Linked DNA regions of Oryctolagus cuniculus: region 2 is linked to region 1. Evidence: chromatin contacts called from public Micro-C data. All regions are on one chromosome and are shown on one strand. Each heading gives the region's core, a stretch centred on a gene start, on an enhancer-like site or on the middle of the called end of the contact. The rest is flanking DNA. Distances are from core to core; before and after follow the strand shown.

Region 1 (6,771 bases), core at 1,750-4,249:
GAGAGGGCCACGACACACAGCAGGGCAGCCCAGTGCACAGATACAGTCAGCTCCACTAGTTTGAGTGACCCTGTGCTCCTCAACCTCTCTTCTCCTCCAGTCAAAAAATGTGGGTTTGACACTCACCTCCCTGGGTGAACGAAAGATGCTTATAAAATGCAAAAGAAAGATAAAAGGCCTGATCAGGCACTCCCTGTCAATCACGGCCACATACGTGATCTTTGCAAAGGTGTCACCCACTGACCGGTTCAGACATTCTGGCCTTGGCAACTTCTCCCAAACAGGACCCAACTCCCTTCCAGGAGAATGGACAGGACACGGCTGAGAAGTAAACAAAGTACTTCCCTTTGCGGCTGCCTCTGGTCAGCCCTCAGAGCTGCATCTCCCCAGTGCTAAGGAATTTACTGCTTGCTGCTCACCAGCTGTTTGTAAGGCAGGAGAGGAGAGGGGGAGAGAAACCTCTCCACGTGCACAGCAAGCCTTCCTGGTGGCTTGTCTTCAGCACATGTCATCAGCCCATCCCTGGAACGCTGACATGGGTCCTCCACCCCACTGCAAAGTCTGGTTTACTGCACCCTGGAATTAGCCCTTCTAGAAGCAAGCAACTTGCTTGTGGGTCTCAGTAGTTTCTACGGTGCATTCACTGTACCACATCCCAAGAAGTACATCAAACGAGCACCCGTCCCCAGAATGTTTTCAGAAGACCTGGAATAATCCCGGTCCTTGGAACACTGTGAATTAAACCATCTCCATGGCGAGACACTCTTCACAGATAAGCACCTAAATGGACACGTACATGGTCTCAGCAAAGACCCACATACTGGATCCACACAGCACAAGCCAAAAAGAAGAGTGGTACTTCCTTGACTGCTAAAGAACGTTCCATCTATTTTAATTACACAGAAGTACACAGCGATGAAGAGGCACCCAAAAAGAACTGAGAGTATAAGCCATAAGGGAAAAAAATTACCTTATGCAAATCACAGTTGCAATTTTCATGTTGCATTTAAGAAACTGCTTTGTTTGGGTTTGGTTCTGTATGTGTGGGTATGGAAAGGGAATGTGTACTCCTCTTCCACTAGAATATGAAGAAACAATCCACTCTGAACAGAAGAGACCCAATCTCTTAAGAGGAGGTGTCAAGAAAAGTTACAGAAAGACTTGTTTCTCTTTTCAGCCTAAAGTTACGGCCCAGGAGTTGGTCCAGATTTTCCTGGTGTCAGGTTTATCGCCATCAAGCTAAATACAATTTGCTGATCTAATACCCTATTATTTAGTTACCTCTGTTTTTGTTATGAAGTGTCAAATAAATTAGATTATCTATACCGCAGGATTTTCCTGAACTCGATGGAGAATCTAATTTATACCACAAAAGAAATTGGCTTTGAAGTATCAAAGAACCCCACATTCTTTACTGTGGCACCCCCTCCACACCCACGGACGGGCTGCCAGTCCCAGGTACTCACAAGCACAGAAGCTCAGATGTTCCACTGGGCATTTTCATGAGGCAAAAACAAAGAAACCCAACCTACCTTTTGGGTTCACACTAGCCCTACTTTAGAAATCTCTCCTGATAAGCAAACACGAAAAACTAAACATGGAGATCGAGTAAGCAAGGATCATAAAGTACCACCTTCCCCCCTCCACAGAACCCAACTGAAAAGAGGGGAGAAAAAGTCAGGCACAGGGACAGGGCTTCCTGATTCCCCAGAGAAGAAGGCAGGTGATCAGCCCATGGCTTCTGCGTGTCCGTCCCACACACACCCACTACAGAGGCCAGGCCAGCAGCCGCAGGAGCAGCCCCTCAATGAAGCAAAAAGCCTTACACCTGGGCACTGCCGGGCCCCGGGAAATGCGAGCACAAGACAAGCAGCGAGGGGGAGACCAACCACTCACCCTGCCTCCCAACGGTAGCAAACTTTACAACAACTTTTTCTAGAAGCAACAAACCGCGGTAGGCACCACTGCACTGACAGCTACAACACGCACAACCACTCGGACACCAAGGGCCGCGTTTGCTAATGTCCACTCTCCTGCAAAACGCAGCCAGGGAGTCGTGCACTGTCACGGAAGGTCATTCTGCGTGGTCGCTCACTGCTTTTTCCTCGTGCACCACAGGAGTTTTCTACTTGGGGGATTGCTCAACTTTCATATGCATTGGAATAAAATAACTATTCAGCAACTTGATTCACCTTGGTTTTTAAAAAAAAATTCATTGTGCAATGCCCAAGAAAAGCTGACACCAGGACAGACTCTCCCACCGCGCTTGCAATTACAATCAGAGGGGGGAAAATCTTCTATGATCCGACAGACCCAGGGAATCCTTAAAAAAAAAAAAAAAAGAATCCTACCCGAGTAGGGGCCGGAGAACTTTTTTTCCCCCCCTAAGGAGACCACCCCTCGGGAAGAAAAGTTATATCTCATTGCAATCACATGTGGGGTGTAGGAATAGGGGCAGGTTTTTTTTTTTTTTTTTTCCCTCTTAAGCGCACTAATTACAGTGGGTGTTTTACAGCGATGGAAGCACCCAGGGTTCCACCTGAGCGATCGTGACGGGCATTTCATTGTCAAAAAGAGAAGGGCTAGAGACGGGGCCGGGGGCCGGCCGGGGCTCGGCAGCAAGGTTACGCTAAGGGGACGGCCGCCGCCGCCTAGCCGCATCCCCTGCCCTTCGCGCCCCGGGGAGCCCGGCGCGCCTGCCCCGGCCGCTGCCGCGCGAGGTCCGCGACCCGGAGAGGGAGGGGAGCGGGGCTTTACCTTAATGCTACACTGAGCAGGAGTCTCAGACATGTCTCACAGCGGGGGAGAGCAGCAAGTTCTCAGTGTTTTTCCACTTTCCTTGCCTCTCCCCAACCCCGAACGGCTCCTCGGCCAGCCGGACGCGGTCATTTAAGAAGTTTCTTCCAGCATCTCGCCCCCTCGGCAGCCGCCCCGGGGGTCTTGCGAGCGCGCGCGGCGGCGGCGGCGGCGGCGGCGGCGGGCGCGGCGCGGCGCGGCGGGGCGGGGCGGGGCGGGCGCCGGCGGAGCGGCGCGGGGCGCGGGGCGCGCGGGGGCGTGGGAGCCGGGCCGAGCGCGGCCGCGGGGTCTGCAGGGCGCGGCGCGGCGACCCGGGGCGCAGCCGGCCGGCCTCGCGTCTCTCCTCCCACCCGCGGCCGGCGCCCCCGCCCCCCGCCGCCGCTCCCCGCTCGCGCCCTCGAATGTTTTCCTTCCTGGAAGAGAGAAACTGAAAGGCAGAACTGAGAAAGCGCTTTGCTCATTGATCTTGAGAGTTTCAGGGCAGAAACTGACGTGAATTCCCAGCACAGAGCTCTGCCTCTTAAAGGAGCCACCAGGAAATACGGGCTCGGGTTACAGCCCCGCATCGCGCCGCCGAGCGGCCGGCGGGGGAGGGGCGCCGCGGGGGCGCGGCCGGGGGCGCGCGGCGCGGACCCCCGCCCCCCGGCACCGGGCCGGGGCCGCCCCGCGCCGCGCGGGCCCCGCTTGCTCGCCGCAATCGCGGGCCGCTCGCAGGACGCCTCCTTGGCAAGCGTCACGCGGGGTCTGCAGACGCCCCCCGAGCGGGCTTTATTCCACCGCGCCTACCTCCCCCGGCTCCGTCCCGCAGACGCAGGGAAATGAATGCGCAAGGTTTATTTATTTATTTATTTATTTTTAAGAAAAAAAAAAAAAAAAAGAAAACCGTTTCCCCTTCACACACCCAGCGCAGCGGCCAGGAGCCTAACTATCCGTGAGGGGGCATTCCGGTCAGAACGCGGAATCCGAAGGAGGAAATGCAACAATAGCCTTTGTTCTGCTTCTGGACCGCGGCCGCTTTAAGAGAAGCCACCAGGAAATGGGGGATCGGGTTACAGCTGCGCCCGGGCCGGTGCCGGGAGCCGAGCGCCCGCGCGCGACGCCTCACACAAAGCCCGGCCGCCGCGGCCCGCGACGCGGGGCCACGCCAGCGGGGCGCCCCGGGATGAGAGGGGCGCCTCCCCCGGTCCGCCACCCGCACCCCGCTAGGCTGAGGAGAACGCCGAGGCGCCGCGGGCGCTTCCCGGGCCGGGCACCGAGGCGGCCGCATTCCCTCGCTGACCCCTCTCCCTCCCCGTGTGGAAATCCACTGCCCGTTTAAAGAAACAGCGGCCGCCGCCGACCGACCGAGGCGACGCGGCTACCCGGGTGGCGGGACGCGCGCCTGCGGCGGGGGCGCGGGTGTCCGGGAGCCGCGGGAAGCCGGCGGGCTCGGGTCCCAGGGCCACCGCACTGGGGTCGTCGTCGTGGACGGCTGCTTGGGCAGGCTGGAGACCCCGTCGCGAGGAGGCTTCCGAGGGACTTCGGGTGTGGGTGTGCGGTGGAAAGCGACACATTGTAATGTTTTCCCCGTCGCATGTCACGAATATATAAATACATAGTATAAACATGTAGATGCGTGTACACCCGTATGTTCCCTGCCCGCTTCCCTTCACCCTTCCACACTGTGTGTAAATGCGTGCAGACCCCCGTGGATACTTTGGTTCACACATTCATCAACACGCTCCGAACTAGCATTTATGAAAGGGTGGGGGAGAGACCTGTTGCCATAAAGGAGAAGTGGGGCTCTGTAACCTGGAAGTCCGAGTCTTGTCCACACCTGGCCACCTGCTCCTGCCCCTTCACAAGGTTCCGTCTACCTTGCTCCTCCTCCTGTTTGCAGAGGATCTGCTGTCCCGGGGCTGGGTGAAGTCCCATAAACCACTTGCTTATCAAAATGATCTCCAAGCTTCTGTGACCCGGGGAGGGGACATAGTACCTATCTAATATGACTCTCCTATTAAAGGAGAAAACATAAACAGTAATCAATCCTGCCTGCTCCCCAGGGGATGCCTCAGACCTGGACGGTTCTGAACCTGGCATTCACTATTTTTCTATACAAACATATCTGTAATAAAGTTTAACTTAGAAGTTAGGTGCACAAGAGATGAACAACCACAGTTAATGAAATAAAGCAACTGTAAAAGTATCCTGTAATAAAGTCATTTAAAAACTATAAGGGGGCTGGTGCTGTTGTGTAGCGGGTAAAGCTGCAACCTGAAGTCCCGGGATCCCATATGGGCACCTGTTCGAGTCCCGGCTGCTCCACTTACCTTCCAGCTCTCTGCTATGGCCTGGGAAAGGAGTAGAAGATGGCCCAAGTCCTTGGGCCTCTGCTTTCGCGTGGGAGACCTGGAAGAAGCTCCTGGCTCCTGGCTTTGGATCAGCGCAGCTTCTGCCGTTCCAGCCAATTGAGTGAACCAGAAGATGGAAGACCTCTCTCTGCCTCTCCTTCTCTCCTTGTGTAACTCTGACTTTCAAATAAATAAGTGAATCTTTTTAAAAAATTATAAAATGTTTATTTCAGGAATTTTCCATTTATTATTTTCACATCTCAGTTGACCTTAGGGTACTGTGGAAAGCAAAGCTGTGGCTGAAGGCAGGGAGTACTGTACAAAGTGCTTCCTTAGGGCAGAAGTTGTGGTGTGGCAAGTTAAGCCGCATCTAGGGGCACCCACATCCCTTACAGGAGCCTGGGTTTGAGTCCTGGGTCCTCATCTTCTGACTCAGCTTCCTGCTAATACTAATGTGCCTGGGAAGGCAGCAGAGAATGGCCCACGTACTTGGGATGGTGCCACCCAAGGGAGAGAGACCCAAATGGAGTTGCTGGCTTTGGCCTGGCCCAGACCTGGCTGTTGCAGCCATTTGGGAAAACACCCAGCAGATGGAAGATGGCTGTCTCACCCTCTCTCTCTGTCACTGGGCCTCTCAACTAAATCCATCTTGGGGAAGTAAAGGGGAGGTTTCCTTAACAGAGTGCCACACGTTGTATATGCTCAAGTAATGTTACTTACAATTATTTCAATCTAGGACTGAATTTACTCTCACTCTCTGTTTCTCTCACCTGCTGACTTCTCCCAGTGATTCACAGAGCAGTTTGTGGTTCCAAAGCCAAATACACAGTGACAGCTCTTCCAAAAGCTGCATTGAGACCAGGAGTTCCCCAAAGGGCCTGGGACTAAATGTTTTAGCCTTTGTGAGTCAAGAGTCAGAAAGTGAAGACAGGGCCGGCGCTGCGGCTCACTAGGCTAATCCTCCGCCTTGCAGCCCCGGCACACCTGGTTCTAGTCCCGGTCGGGACGCTGGATTCTGTCCCAGTTGCCCCTCTTCCAGGCCAGCTCTCTGCTGTGGCCCGGGAGTGCAGTGGAGGATGGCCCAAGTACTTGGGCCCTGCACCCTGGCTCCTGCCATTGGATCAGCGCGGTGTGCCGGCCGCAGCGCGCCGGCCACAGCGGCCATTGGAATGTGAACCAATGGCAAAGAAAGACCTTTCTCTCTGACTCTCTCTTTTACTAACTCTGCCTGTCAAAAAAAAAAAAAAGTGAAGACATTAGGTAGATACTTAACAAGAAAACACATGTCCACAGTTTATTGACAAAATGCAAAGTAATATTAACAGCAAATTTAACACTGGTTCAATAAGGAAAGGAAGGGAAGGAATTCTTTGGAGGAAGTAACATTTCACTTGGGTGGGTTCAACATAAGCATTCTCTCTTTCATCAAAATTGATTACAGGGAAGGGTGTTTAGCGCAGCAGTTCTGCTCCTGATTCTAACTTACTGTTCATGTGCACCTTGGGAGGCAACACGGGGTGGCTCAAGTACTTGGGTCCCAACCACCGACCTGGGAACCTCAACTGAGTTCCTGGCCCCTGGCTTCAGCTTGGGTTAGCACTGCCGTGGATGTTCACTGGGGAGTGAACCAGAGGATGGATGGTCG
Region 2 (6,771 bases), core at 1,214-3,713, 130 kb before region 1:
GTTGTTTTCCTGCCATTACAAGGGTATAATGACTATGAAGTTAGTTATATTTCTTTTCAGGGGGCCTGGGATGATTTGACTTCACTTCGCAGCATTGATTTCCTAACAACACAGACAGGATGTACTGATTCTCCAAAGTAGCTAGACATGGGTTCAAATTCTGTCTCTATCACCAGCCCGTTCTGTGGCTGTGAGCAAAGTACTGAACATTTCCAAGGCCCAGTTTCTGTATATGTGAAGATTTTATCACTTGCTTGCCAGACTTGTTGAGAGGATGAAATTAATGAGGCAATTCATTAAAACACCAGTACACAGCCACTAGTTGTATACATCCGATAAACTGTGATCATATACATGGTATCTGATTTTTCTGCTATTGCAGTTCTCTCAAATCAAAGAGTGTGTGCTTTGAGGCAAAAATCAGAGAGAACCCTTTACTAAGATGAATTAGAAATGAGAGGAAAAATGTAACCGTTCTCAAATCATATATCAGCACGTAATAAAATCTCCAGGCAAAACCAGTCAACACTGGGCTGGATCATAGAAGCCTATTTAGACAAAGAAATCCATAACAGAATGACTTAATTGAACAACCACTTGGAGAAATCTTGAGCGTCCCATGGAACAGGTCGAGAAGGTAAACCAAAGCCCTGAGACAGCTTCTCTTGATGAAACTGCCACACTCAACCCAGGAACCCAGTCCTTTTCATGTCAGCACTGCTCAGAATTCCCCCAAACTGCTCCAGCTGACACATCGGTAAGCAACCATGTTTCCCGTTTATACCAGATATATTAAGAAAAGAGCCCGTCTTTATGATGCGGTCTTCCTTATCAGGCAAGCTGTGATAGAGTGAATATTTCTTCCCTTCTCTTTAGAATCAATTCTGTAAACAACAGCAAAAGCCAGGGGCCTCTCAAAATTGATTACAGAATGTTCAAGTTGGACAGTTTATTAAAATGACAGACTTTGAGCTCTTCCAATTTTACAGGAGAGCAACTAGGGTTCATGGAGGTTAAACGGTTCCCCCTACACCACAGAGCTATTGAGCCACAGCCGGGAAAGAGCACTGGCCTCCTGTCACCAAGTCAACACTTTCTCTGCGACTTCACACGGTTGCTTGCGGCTTCACACTTTCTTTGTTCTCTCCCACCAAGCCCAGCCAGGCTGCATACCTAGAAAAGCTCTAATAAATATTTGCGGTATTGATCTACAGATTCGACAGTTCTGCCACCTCAGGCCAATACTGTATTTCAGTCCCAAAGATCCCAATCATTTCATAACAAGTGTGCACAGGCTTTAGAGGAGTTGACCAAGAGTTTTTGAAATCACAACCAAATTTCCTCACAACAACAGGGAAAAGGTACTGCCATATCCATTTTGGAGGTAAGGAAAGCAAAGTCAAGATGCTAAGTGATTTGTTCAAGGTTACAATGCCAGTTGTGCGTACCTGGAGCTGGCATGTGAATTTAGACATCAGATCCCCAATCAGCCTTTTCTGCTTCATAAACCCATGCCAGATTTAACAGCAGTTGTCCTCAAATACTGCCCCAAAAGATAATTCATTCATTTTCCTATTCTGTTCCATCACAAAAAACCTTGAGGCTCTTTGTGTTAATTAAAAAAAAAAAAAAAAAAGCAGACTAAGCTGTATCAGATGACATGAGGGGTCTTGAGAAAAAGTTCATGGAAAGAACCTTTTATGTTAAAAAACCATACACGGATTTCACAAACTCTTGGCACCAACATAGACACAACTTTTCCCTCCATGTCCATGAACTGTTTGAAGCCCCCTGGGATGTGCAGGTCCAAGAACACCACCTGCCCGACAGCCTGCAGCACTCCCTCAGCAAAGCCAAGGCTTCAGGCGTGCTGCCGTGACCAGAACAGCAGTGCGTGCACTGTCTCGGGTTTTACAGGATGACCCACCCCCACGCACACACTGCTGAAGACACTGGCAATCCTTGCTGTATGTCCAAAGGGGAAGGAGAGAGGTCATTTCTGTGAGTCCTGGCAGCGTGAGGCTGCAACGTAACGATCAGGCCCCTGCGGAGGGCAGCAATGGGCAGAGCCACAAGGAAAGGCAGCGAGAGTGCACTCCCAGCCTCGTGGCCAGCTGCTCCGGGAGCTGTTAAAAGATGGGGCTGGTGGCAGCTAACGGGGGTGGGGGCTGGGGGGGGGGAGAATGAGGAAGGCTGGGAAGGAAGGTGTAGGGGGACAGATCTAATCCGGCGCACAGAAACCTGTCAGGATGGGATTTATTTTTGTTCTGTGAGGGAGTATAACAGGGCTTTGCCTGCGCTCTCAATGGCTGTTTTGAAGTGAACCCGGCTGGTATGTCTTTAATTTGTCATTTCATTATGAAACTGTTTCCCTTCCAAGAAGCCTTCAAGTCAGGAAGCTCCGTCTGCCCACACAGGAAATTCCTTTGCTGCAACTTCCCCAAAAAGGAAATTTCCCTCAGAAGCGAGCCCAGCATATGCCTCTGAGCGGCGCGGTCTCAAGAAACTTTGGCAGCCGAGTCCTGAGAACACCCCTGGCTGTCTGCTGCTGCCTGGACGCTGGGGTAAACAGCCAGGCCTTCCCCCACGACGGGCGGACCCCACGGCTACCGACCCCGGCTGCCTCTTCCGCCCTCCTCGCTTTCCTGTGTGGCTGCCTCCCACACATCCATGAGCCACCAAAGGCTTAGCTTCCAAAGAGGAACTAAGACCTGCAGCTTGCAGGAAGAGAAGGCAAGTCCACAGTCACAGGCACTGCCCCCACCCCCACCGCCACCACTGTGACCCCACCTGGCAACTCAGCACACAGCACCTACTCTGCTTCCCCTCAGACACACACACACACGCACACACACACACACAGACTTGCGGCAAGAAGGCTGCAGGATTTCAGATGTACACGGTGCAAGAAAACAAACTGGCAAGTTCTATCACCCAAAGCAGGTCTCTTCCAAAGCACCTTTTATCTTAGGGTGGCAGGTTTTTTCCACGCAAACTTTCCCAGTGAGGAATTTTAAGTAAAACATGGGGAGGGGGGAGCACCATTTCAAACCACAGCCTGATTAAAATTAATCTCCCGGACGTACTGAGAATGGTGACAAGGTGAGAGCCCAGAATAACTGTGCTGAAGAGTAACACACGGGCTCTGATGAAGTTGAGGCACAGACAGGAAAAGGCCAGATTCAGAGTTAAGGTTTCCATATTCCATTTCAAGTTACTTCATCATAAACACAAAGCTGTGAAAAAGGAAAGAACAGACTCAAAGAACAAAGAGGGAACGGGGTTGAACTTCAGACTATACAAGGGTACCTCCAAAAGTTCCTGGAAAGATGAAATTAAAAGATAGGTTTAGGGGTGGGCATTGCACTTAGCACCTAAGACTCTAGTTAAGATGTCCCTATTTCATATCAGAATACCTGGTCTCAATACTTGGTTCTGGCTCCTGACTCCAACTCTGTCTTCCTGCTAATGTAGATCCTGGGAGACAGCAGTGACCGCTGAGTGGGTTCCTGTCACTCTGATGGGAGACCTCGATTTGTTCCTGGCTCATGGCTTAGGTCTGGCCCAATCCTGGCTGTTGGGGGCATCTTGGGGAGTCAACCAACAGATGAAAATTCATTCTCTCTCTGTCTCTGTCTCTCTATCAAAAATAAGTAAATGAATAAGTAAATAATTTCTTGAAAGATAAACTGGCGCAAAAAATTTTGAAATTATAAATACAAAGGTTCTTCAAAACAGGCATGGAGGGACTGGTGTTTTGGCACAGCAGGTTAACCCGCCTCTCGGGTCATTCACATCCTATATAAGAGTACCAGTTCAGGGGCCGGCGCCGTGGCTCACTTGGTTAATCCTTCGCCTGTGGTGCCGGCATCCCATATTGGTGCTGGGTTCTAATCCCGGTTGCTCCTCTTCTAGTCCAGCTCTCTGCTGTGACCCGGGAGGGCAGTGGAGGATGGCCCAAGTGCTTGGGTCCCTGCACCCGCATTTGAAATCAGGAAGAAGCACCTGGCTCCTGGCTTCGGATCGGCACAGCTCCAGCCATGGCAGCCATTTGGGGGGTGAACCAAACGGAAGGAAGACCTTTCTCTCTGTCTCTCTCTCTCACTGTCTAAATGTGTCAAATTAAAAAAAAAAAAAAGAGAGAGAGAGAGAGAGAGAGAGAGAGAGAGAGAGAGAGAGAACCAGTTCAAGTTTCAGCTACTCTGTTTCCAATTCAGGTCCCTGTTAATCCACCTGGAAAAGCAGCAGATGATGGCCCAAGTACTTGGGCCCCTGTCACCTATGTGGGAGACCTGGATGGAGTTCTGGGCCTCTGGCTTTGGCTTAGTCCAGCCCCAGCCATGGTGGCTGTTTGGGGAGTGAAAAGGCAGATAGACGATTTCTCTGTCTCTGTCTCTCTCTGTCAAAATGCCTTTCAAAATAGAAATCTTCTTAAAAAGTACATGAAAAATGCTTATTATAAAAAACTATGCATAAATTTCAAATTATTTTGCAGCAAAACAAGTGCATCTTTTAATTCCATTTTTTTCTGTATACTTTCTGAAGTAGCCTCCTGTATCAAGCCATGGGACAAAGAGAGAGAGACAGTTGGGATACCAAGGCAGGCCTGGATCTCACCTGGATTGTGCTGGAAGGCCAGGGCGACAGAAGCTGATTGTATCACACTAGTATGTGCCGGGGCTGTGGGAGGCACATTATTGGCCAGGAAACAGGGCAATCTTTCAGGGACTAGTGAGAATCCTATAGCTCCCTGGAATGCAAACATATGGAAGTGAGGTTTGGTGTTGTGGTAGATGTTTTTTAGCGGGGAGGCTTTAAAATTTTTCTTTAGTGAGTTATTATATTTTCCTAAAATGTATGATGTTTTTACCATAGTTGGATCTCAGAGGATGACCCAACACTATGTTTCAGGTCTGTAAAGAGAAGGCTCTAAGGAATAGGGCTTTGGTTTGTATTGGGAGGAAAGGTGCAGAGAAGAGTCTGAGGGAGCTGCTATACTGCCTATCAGCTCTGTGACTCTGGCCAAGTTCCTTAATCTCTCTAAACCTGACTTTCTGTCAGCAAAGTGAGGATCATAAACTCCAGTTCAAAGGACTATCATGAGGATTAAATGATATAATACACATGAAAAGTGCCTACCATAAACACGCAGTAAATGGAAGTTATTACTGCATATGGACAGTTACAAAGAATCTCGTACCAAATTTCACATACTTTCTCCTTGTCACACATGTATGAAGGTACTGGGGTAAAAAAACTCAAGGAAAATGGAATCAAATGATAAGTTTATTTTGCACAAAATTTTTTGAAATCTATGCATAGGAGAGGCTTCAAAAGTAAGTTAATAGAAAATGATTATGGGAAAAAATGAACAGATTTCAAAAATTTCTGCACCAAATGAACTGGCAAACCCTCTGAAGACCCCTCATAGAAGCCACCAGTTCTGGCAGCCACACAAAGGTCCCTAAGGGTCAAGATGTTCCTGGCCACTGAACTTTAAATCTGGTGCAATAGGTTGTATATATACAATACATATATACACGGCCTGGGTACTAAGTTGGAACAGTTAGTCACTCAAAGGTAAAGACACTTAGTGGGAATGGCTGAAAGGTGTAAGGATTCGGATTTAATTCACTATTCCTGTCAAAGAAATGCAAAGATGTGCACATTCTCAAGCTGATGAGGGACCAGAGGAGGCCAAGCTTTATTGGGTCATGATGGAGCCCAGCAACGTCTCAAGACCAAGATAAAGTAGCAGGCTACTCATTCTGGCCTCAGAGGCTCAGGGTCACAGGGTTTTACACACCAAAGGCCGTTTTTTTTGTTTTGTTTTGTTTTTGTTTTTGTTTTTGTTTTTGTTTTTTCCTTGTCTTCTATCTGGATCCACTAGGGAGAAAATCAGCACTCAGCAAAATGTTGGGGTTTATTCATAGCTCTATCCCCTCCTTTGGTCTTTGATGCTGGTCATTGTCCTCCCATTTCAAGAGTCAACAAACTAATTTTAATTAAGATATTAGGGATCTGAGGGATTAATGATCTCTATCCAAGGTGCTGTCTTGGATACTTGGATACTTTTTAAAGGGGATCTGGGGTGGGGGTGGGGAGGGGTAGGCGTTTACCCTAGAGGTTAAGATTCTAATTAGAACACGCATCTCTCACATCTGAGTACCTGGGTTCAATACCTGGCTCTGGCTCCTGACTTCAGCTTCCTGCTAATGCAGACCCTGGGAGGCAGCTGTGATGGCTCAAGTAATTAGGTCCCCTATCACCCACACAGAAGATGTGAATGAAGTGCTTGGCTCCCGGCTTTGGCTCAAAACCATGTGGGGGGTGAACCGGAAGATTGGAGCTACTCGTCTGTCTCTTCTTCTCTTTGCATCTCAAATAAGTAACAGAATAAAAATGGAGCCATGTGCTTAATCCAAAGGGAATATCCATTAATGGTAGGATTTCAGACAGCACAGTAGCTCATCGTTGGAGATATTCATGTTCATGGGCCTTAAAGTCATTGCCAGTGGGTAACTACATTCTGTTCTTATGCACAGCATTGGCTCTGTTCACAGACGATTATAACCCTCTAGCCTAGGTCTCAAGTAATGCCATCCAGACAATGAAAGTATGGAAACCACTTTCTGAATCTCAATACTCTGGCAAACAAAGAAGTACCAGACATAAGATAGCTACACAGCTGTCTGCACAATGCCAAAGCTACAATACCCAGTTGTGTTTCTTGAAGTTCTTTCCCCGATCTCTTGGGTGGTAGGAATATCA

The links. A called contact is a pair of places that touch in the nucleus more often than the background predicts.
Region 2: a Micro-C map of ear pinna shows a contact between it and region 1, with 4 times the contacts expected there. The contact joins the enhancer-like site here to the promoter of ETV6 in region 1. A contact is called at or near these places in 2 of 6 Hi-C or Micro-C datasets (ear pinna and an unstated tissue).

The regions. Positions count from the first base shown.
Region 1 is chr9:109,275,099-109,281,869 of mOryCun1.1, reverse strand. ETV6 (ETS variant transcription factor 6) reads right to left here and starts at 2,999. Exons shown (of 9, transcript XM_051850772.2): 1 at 2,758-2,999.
Region 2 is chr9:109,407,538-109,414,308 of mOryCun1.1, reverse strand. All of the region lies in intron 2 of ETV6 (ETS variant transcription factor 6), which reads right to left. Among named protein-coding and RNA genes, the nearest start is that of ETV6, 130 kb to the right of the region's middle. Within about 2 kb of position 2,463, at least 5 of the 8 cell types and tissues checked have an H3K27ac peak or open chromatin away from gene starts, as enhancers often do. A contact at or near this core is called in ear pinna, where this site is marked.